2 separate regions of the Drosophila melanogaster genome follow, and region 1 is linked to region 2. A link is a contact called in public HiChIP or PLAC-seq data. All regions are on one chromosome and are shown on one strand. Each heading gives the region's core, a stretch centred on a gene start, on an enhancer-like site or on the middle of the called end of the contact. The rest is flanking DNA. Distances are from core to core; before and after follow the strand shown. Region 1 holds the start of CG9171. Region 2 holds the start of obst-E (obstructor-E).

Evidence for each region. HiChIP or PLAC-seq counts read pairs in DNA pulled down with a chosen protein or histone mark.
Region 1: a contact with region 2 is called in a POLR2A S2P HiChIP or PLAC-seq map of the Kc167 cell line, with 3 times the contacts expected there. The contact joins the promoter of CG9171 here to the promoter of obst-E in region 2. A contact is called at or near these places in 1 of 1 datasets of contacts at CTCF or cohesin (the Kc167 cell line), 56 of 107 Hi-C or Micro-C datasets (the Clone 8 cell line, the D17-c3 cell line, the Kc167 cell line and 21 more) and 2 of 6 datasets of contacts at active chromatin or transcription factors (both in the Kc167 cell line).

Annotation. Positions count from the first base shown.
Region 1 is chr2L:5,798,502-5,801,753 of dm6, forward strand. CG9171 reads right to left here and starts at 1,672. Exons shown (of 8, transcript NM_001169420.3): 1 at 1,543-1,672; 2 at 617-776. It overlaps CG14005, which reads right to left. Exons shown (of 2, transcript NM_135115.4): 1 at 3,171-3,252; 2 at 2,016-3,107. The coding sequence ends at 2,369.
Region 2 is chr2L:5,763,994-5,767,461 of dm6, forward strand. It overlaps obst-E (obstructor-E), which reads right to left and starts at 2,149. Exons shown (of 2, transcript NM_164659.3): 1 at 1,968-2,149. The coding sequence starts at 2,022. CG9171 reads right to left here. Exons shown (of 8, transcript NM_001169420.3): 8 at 3,009-3,468.

The DNA of each region.
Region 1 (3,252 bases), core at 422-2,921, 34 kb after region 2:
TTTTCGACACCTCCAAGTTCTTTTTTAATAGTCGTGCGCATAAATTAAGTTATATATTTTCGAGTGTTTGCTAAGTGACAATATTTAGCCACAAACGACGAGAAGATTTATGTGGACTCCGGCGATTTAATGAGCTGTTTTTAAAGAAAACAAATGCCAAACAAATTTTTAATGGGCTAACAAATGTGTTGTTAATGTGAAAATTAAATCGCGATTGGAAAATGGAACTCATCAAATTGGCAATTAACCAAAACGATTAATTTCAGTTCTCTGCCTGCGAATAAAATGGAACTTGTTATGATTTTCCCATAGATTCGATAATGATTGCCAAGAATGTTATCAATCTTATCATTCAAGTGGTATAGAACCGCATGATTAGCGCTCAAGGAAAACCCCATAAATGACGACAATCATGGGAAATTTTAAACAAATTATGGTAACATTATAAACCTTAAAAATTGTACTTGATGTAGTTACGAAGTTGGTCTGATATGAGTAGCAAATTTCATAAAAAAAAAGGCGGAAGACGAAAAAAAAAGGGGCGAACAATAGCGCCAGTTAGGCATGATGTATAAAATAAACTTTTACAATTGTTAAATATTATTATCGCACTTACATCACACACACAGCGAGGAGATTTTCGATTTTTGTGCTGCTGCTGATGATGATTTAGATAATTTCTTTATTTCGATATTTGCTGGTGGCCGCACGAATTTGAAATTTGATTTCTTTTGATTTGGCTTTGTGTTTCGTATTTTGTTGATTTTTTGGCTGCTCTTTTGGGCGAAACGAAAAGAAATCGCGCTAATATTTCTGCTCTACCTGCTGTTTGTTGTTGCTGTCGCCTCGCTATGCTTTGCTTTGCTGACCGTTTTCTATGAATGAAAGAGGCGCTGGGCAAAAGCAACAACTGCAACAAAACAGTAAAAAAAAGACGTGAGAGGCGTGACGCGACAGCAGAGAAAAAAACCGAATTAATGATGGGAGGGGGGGGGGGGGGTTAGGCGGGGCAAAGCGAAATGTAACGAAACGGGTTTTCACATAGTTTGTAGCCCAGTGTTGTGGCCCTGGAGAAAGAGAAACGGAGGAGACACGCAAAACAGAACGAGAAACTTTTACACTGGCCAACAAACAGTGTGAGAAGGCGTATGGGTGCGGGGGGTGAGGTAGGGAGAGGCGCGGCAGGGCTCAGCTGATTGTGATTGGGATTTTCGGGCATGCCACATGCAGCGGCGGCAACAGCAGCAACAACAATAACAGCCTCCCACTCTCGCGCTCTCTCACTCGCTCGCTCTCTTTGCTGCAAATCGAATTTTTTGTTGTTTATTTAGGTGACGCTCGCACACATTGGCAAACATTTCAATCCGTGTGTGCTGCACACTTGTTTTTCCTTCTTTAGCCCCGATTCCACGGCAATTTGTGCACTTCGCTGCCGTTCGTTTGTTTTATCCCAATCTTAATCTTTATTTTTATCCCAGACTGGCGGCTGGCTGGCTTTCTCCGCACCGCACAAGCACACACACTCGATACAATCGCACACACCTTGATGCGCTCCTTTGGCGAGCCACTCATTTGATTTAAAGGCCTTTTCCGATTGGCACGCGCGTCCGCCACCCGCACACACGCGAAAAACACGACCGTTTCGCTCGAAGTCTCGAAATCGAAAAAGTGGAAAAGCCTACAAAAAGTCTGTGGCATTTCGGTTGGCAGAGAGCGCATTGTGCGCTAAGAGAGCGACTAAGAGAGGTCCGCATGCGGTGTTTGCGGATATTTTCACATTCCGGCTACGGCCACACTGCTGCAGCAGGGGTTGATGAACAAATAACCGGCGGTTGTTGCACACGCTAAGTTGATCGAAATGCAAAACTTAATAGGCTATTCACACTGATTTCATTTGAATTTATGTTTGATTTCGTTACTATTATATCAACAAGATATTCTGTAACAATAGAAATAATAGTATAGTCTATATAGTATAGTATATATATATAGTATAATAGTCTTTCATCTAATTTATTTTTTAGCCAGTTGTTTAGTTTTAGTTTTTTTTTTAAAAATGTAGCTACCATACAAGTTCGCCTCAAGACAATGTTTTTAATTTAAGACTAAAGACCGTATAGATTGATCTTTTGCACAGACGATTGTTCATACACATTACACTTATGACGCTAGAAAAAGAACGTTTGAGAAATTATAATATCTTCGGTTCGCTATGCTGCTGCTTTGTACGTCGAGTGAATTAGACATCTGTGTCTGAGAAAGGAACGAATTGAAAAACATACACAGGGTCGAGCGCCGCGACTCTATTCCCAACTTAAAGCTAAAGCTGTCATACAATGTCCTTACCACGTGGTGCTAGTAGTCGGGATCATGGTTCCAGCTTGATGGTCGTTTGCTTTATTAACGCCAGCACTGCCTCCTGCCGCTCCATATACGCCAGAAAGTTATGTTTCATGTCCAGGAACTGCTTCTCCTTGCGCACGAGCGACTGCAGACAGGCGTCGTTCTGCTGCTCGAGCAAACTGTTCTCCTTGCGCAGCGCCTCCACTATTGCCATTGTGATCTTGCCCGAGTGCGGCAGTATACTACGTCGCCCTCGTCTCCTTTTGCTCGCCGAACGTTCGGCGTCCGTCTGGCCACCGTTGGTGTGGCCTCCATATGGCGCATCCTCTGCCTCGGGCAGGATGTGGTTGGCAGGCGTGAGAGGCGACCGCTGAATGACACTTTCGGCAGTAGCTCTCTCCAGGTAGTGGCTAGCCGCGTTTTCCAGCTGCGTCACTGTGGGCTTGTATTCAATATTCACCAGCTGGTGGTGTTCGTCTGGCAGAGGCTCTGTCTTCACTACTGCGGGAACTAGGGGCTGGGCATCGAGGAAGGTGCATCCCTCTGAGTCGCGCTCAAATTTTAGCTGGGCGGGCGAAGTGTATAGCAGTGGCGGCAGGGCGGGCAAATCCACACGTGCTGTCGCACGGATCGTCTCCAGCACATTGCGGAAATGGAAGAGGGCGGACGACGGCCAGGCAGGACAGAAGAGGCAATCGATCAGCGCGTAGAGACGCCAATCCTTCGCGAAGTTCGCATTGCCCCCCACGCGATTGCGATCGTTCCTGCAGAGAAGTGGAAGGAGATATTAGCACTGTGAACTGACCCGAGCCGCTGCTGCGCCTCACAAATACTTGTTGCGGTAGCTGTTGATGCGCCGGCGAGCCTCCTGCTTATTGAGCCGAACTCCGTTCTGCTGCAGGCCGTGCG
Region 2 (3,468 bases), core at 899-3,398:
CTGTCCACAATGGCTGGCATCACCCATGCGATAGTATCCGAACTGGTGGGGGCACTCATCCGTTGGCTGAGCGGCCTGCAGGCGGGCCTGGCCCTGGGTGCACTCCACGTCGATCGGATAGCCGCAGGGGTAACCCGTGGACTTTTCGTTGTACAGCAGACCGTCGGGGCAGAGCTTCTCCTCGGCCACTCCGTTCTTGCACTCAATGTAGGCATCGCAGGATCCGGACACGGGAGCAGTTCCATTCGCCTCCTTGCATGCACCGGCGGCGGCGGCAGCTGGAAGAAATAGCGTACGTCGGTTAATATCGATCCATGGGATTGCGTTTGCTAGCTTACCTCTAATGAGTTATGATGGGAAACTGGCTCTTTTTTATTTTTTGTTTTAACTATTTGATACGTACTTTATGATCAACGACAAGTCGTGGGATTGCCGTAGGGCAACATTCCACTTGACAATGGATTTTCTCGTCTTCCCGCGATATTACATACACATACCCGGGTATTGAAACTTTAATGACTTTGTGGGCACATACCCCGGTTGTTGAACCCGCGAATATAATTCAAAGATGTTTATTTAATGCGATGTAACAGAAAAGAGTTTAAGTGGTAGACAAGTGCCAGGGACTTTGATGAAGTGATGGTAGTTGTTTTAAGTTGTTTCAAATGTTAGTATATAGTGGGATTGGGATTTTAGGGAATTTTTTGGGATTTTTAGGGATGCATACAAACCATCGCTTATAATGCCATCTAATTTTAAAAGCTGTGCTAAAAATCTTTTCATATTAAATCGTTAAGGCCCTATACTCGAGTGGCTGTACTATTAAAAACCTGTTACCCTATTAACCAGTTTAAAATTCAATGGACACATTTAGCTGCTGTCACTGACGTCATTAGTCGCTTTTTTTTAATTTTACGCCGATCAATTTAAAATCACACAAATTTATTTAAAAATGCTGGTTATCTTGTGAATGTTCACAACGTTAACGATTTGTGTGGTTTTCATTATTTTTTTTTGCTATCCTATTTGATAATTTTAAAGCTTCAACCAAAGTAACCGGCTTTTCCCTATTTGAACCCAAAAAAATTGAATCCATAAACATGCAATTACTTTTCCCATATGTGTTCAAATAGATTTCGGACAAAACGTGACGTTCATCTCGAAATCTGATTCGCGACCGTTGGTTTTTTCGAAACCTGACACACTGAAGATTATGTCGTACTGAATCGAAAGAGGTGCAAACGCGCTTAAAGGTCACAACAACCGGCTGGGCACGCACCGAGATGGATCTGTCGCCTCCAGCTCCCCCAACATGTCTGACCGCTATCCGCGAGATAAACCCGTTCCACACAATGGACCGACCATTGGTGCCAGGCAAAGATTATGCAATAGCCATGTTTCTCTGCCCGCTTCGGCGTGTGAATCAAATTTCTGAAAAGGCTGCCTGCTGACCTTGAAATATCAATGAAATTTCGGTGGGATTTTACATATTAGCCATCACGTTGGCAATAATTACTAGCTTTCTTTGCATTTCTCTATAAAACATTTACTTTAGTTACTTTGCATGAAAATTCGCGTAATTTCCTGCTATTGTGAATCGAATGAGTAGCAGTTTTACGCGTTGTAAAAGTGAATAATTGCACATATGTATGTAGTTTCATCCAAACGTGGGACATACGATAATGTGGGTCTTGGCACTTTTTTCTATGAAATACGAATTTGTTTATATAGGAAGCAATAAGAATTAACTTTAATTCGTTTCCGCACCATTGAATCTTTAATTCTTCAAGATGAAATGAGTTAAATGTGTTAATGTTTCCTGAAATTTTGTGCTGACGTACATATATGCAAATGTTTGTGTCACCTTCTCGAACTTTTCGCCACTATAGAGTATAGCACCAGAAAAGTTTGTGACCAAAGTCATTTGTTTTGCGAAATAATAGTATTAAAAACTATAGTATACTAACCCATTGAGCCAAACATGGCAACGCACAATAGAGCACTGATTAAGATTTTAGCCATTTTGTTTAAATCCTCTTGTTGTTTTCGAATGGCAATGTGATCACTAAAAGTTAAACTAAGGAAGAGCTACTGCGATGCTCAGCCAACGAGCTGACAATTTCGACTGTTTCGCGCTAGAAACGCAACGCAGATATTAACTGGCAACCTCACACTCGAAGCTGAAGCTGCTCCGGCTGAAGCTCTTTTGGATGATGATCATCGGAGCGAGCCGAAACGTCGCCGGAGCTTGGGGATCTTCCCCTGCTGCCTGGTGGGGATTCGCAACAGCTTTTGCCGCCGCCGTCGTAATCTCAGCCTCACTCAATTGCCATGAAAACAAACTTGTCAATAAATAACGAATAAACGAAAAAGACATTCGATGGCACAATATTTCGACAGAAATGAAACATTAATGCAACTGCGATTATAACTTAAGTTGACTCTCCAACCACATTTTGTACATGGAGATATTGATTCTTTCATAATAAGATTTCTTGTGGGGATTTGTTTCTGCTCATAAAATTGTCAGATTCCCGAAGAAAAAATGAAGAATAAATACTTTCGACTCACTTTCGTTCGAGTTGAGTCAGTTCATCAAACCGGAAAGCTCTGCGTTAAGTTTCAGTTAGCAACTGTTTTAAATATTAATCAACGAAGTTTGTATCTAATTTATGTTCGATTTGATTTCCATATTTCGCACTTTTGTTTTCGGTGAACAGCCAGCCGAAAATGAATAAAAACCAGAAAATCCAACATAAAGTCAAGGCCGACTGCGCCCATGAGGCCGTACCAATCACGAAAATCTGACAATGATCTTGGTATTAGGCCTTAGCTTGGGCTGTGGGGATTTTTAAAGAACCAAAGCTTAAATTAAGTAATGAGACAGAAAAACGTGTTTAAGGCATCGAAACAAATGAAATTTGACAGAGATATCGTACGTATACCCAATCGACCATTTGTTTTAAATTTGTGGTTAAATTTATAGACTTTTATATTGATTTTTTTTTCTTCTTTATTTTATCGTTTTTTTTTTTTTTGTGTAGCTTTCCTTAGGTTTTAGCTAGTAGTCCATGCTCAGCAGAGTTGCAATTACCTATTAAAACATTTTTATTTGGACATATGAGGCGTTCTTGAAATATGTGTAAATCTAAATTTTACGATCAAGGACTTCTAGTCAAATTAGTTATAAATCCTAATAAAATTAGATGACAACTTAATTAAAAGTATTCTTCATTAAACAAAAGAAGTTAAATAATTGGCAGGCTGTGAATCATCAAGAAGACTCATTCAATAGGAATTGTGACATAGACTCAAGTTATAAAAAATAATCTATTTCGATATATAGTAAACATTATAGTTTAATACATTGCCCTTCGGTTTTATTTATATACATACAAAAATATGCTGTATGCATGAACACACAGCGTTGCCAATTTAATTGCAAACTAAATAGTATTCAGCTGCTTG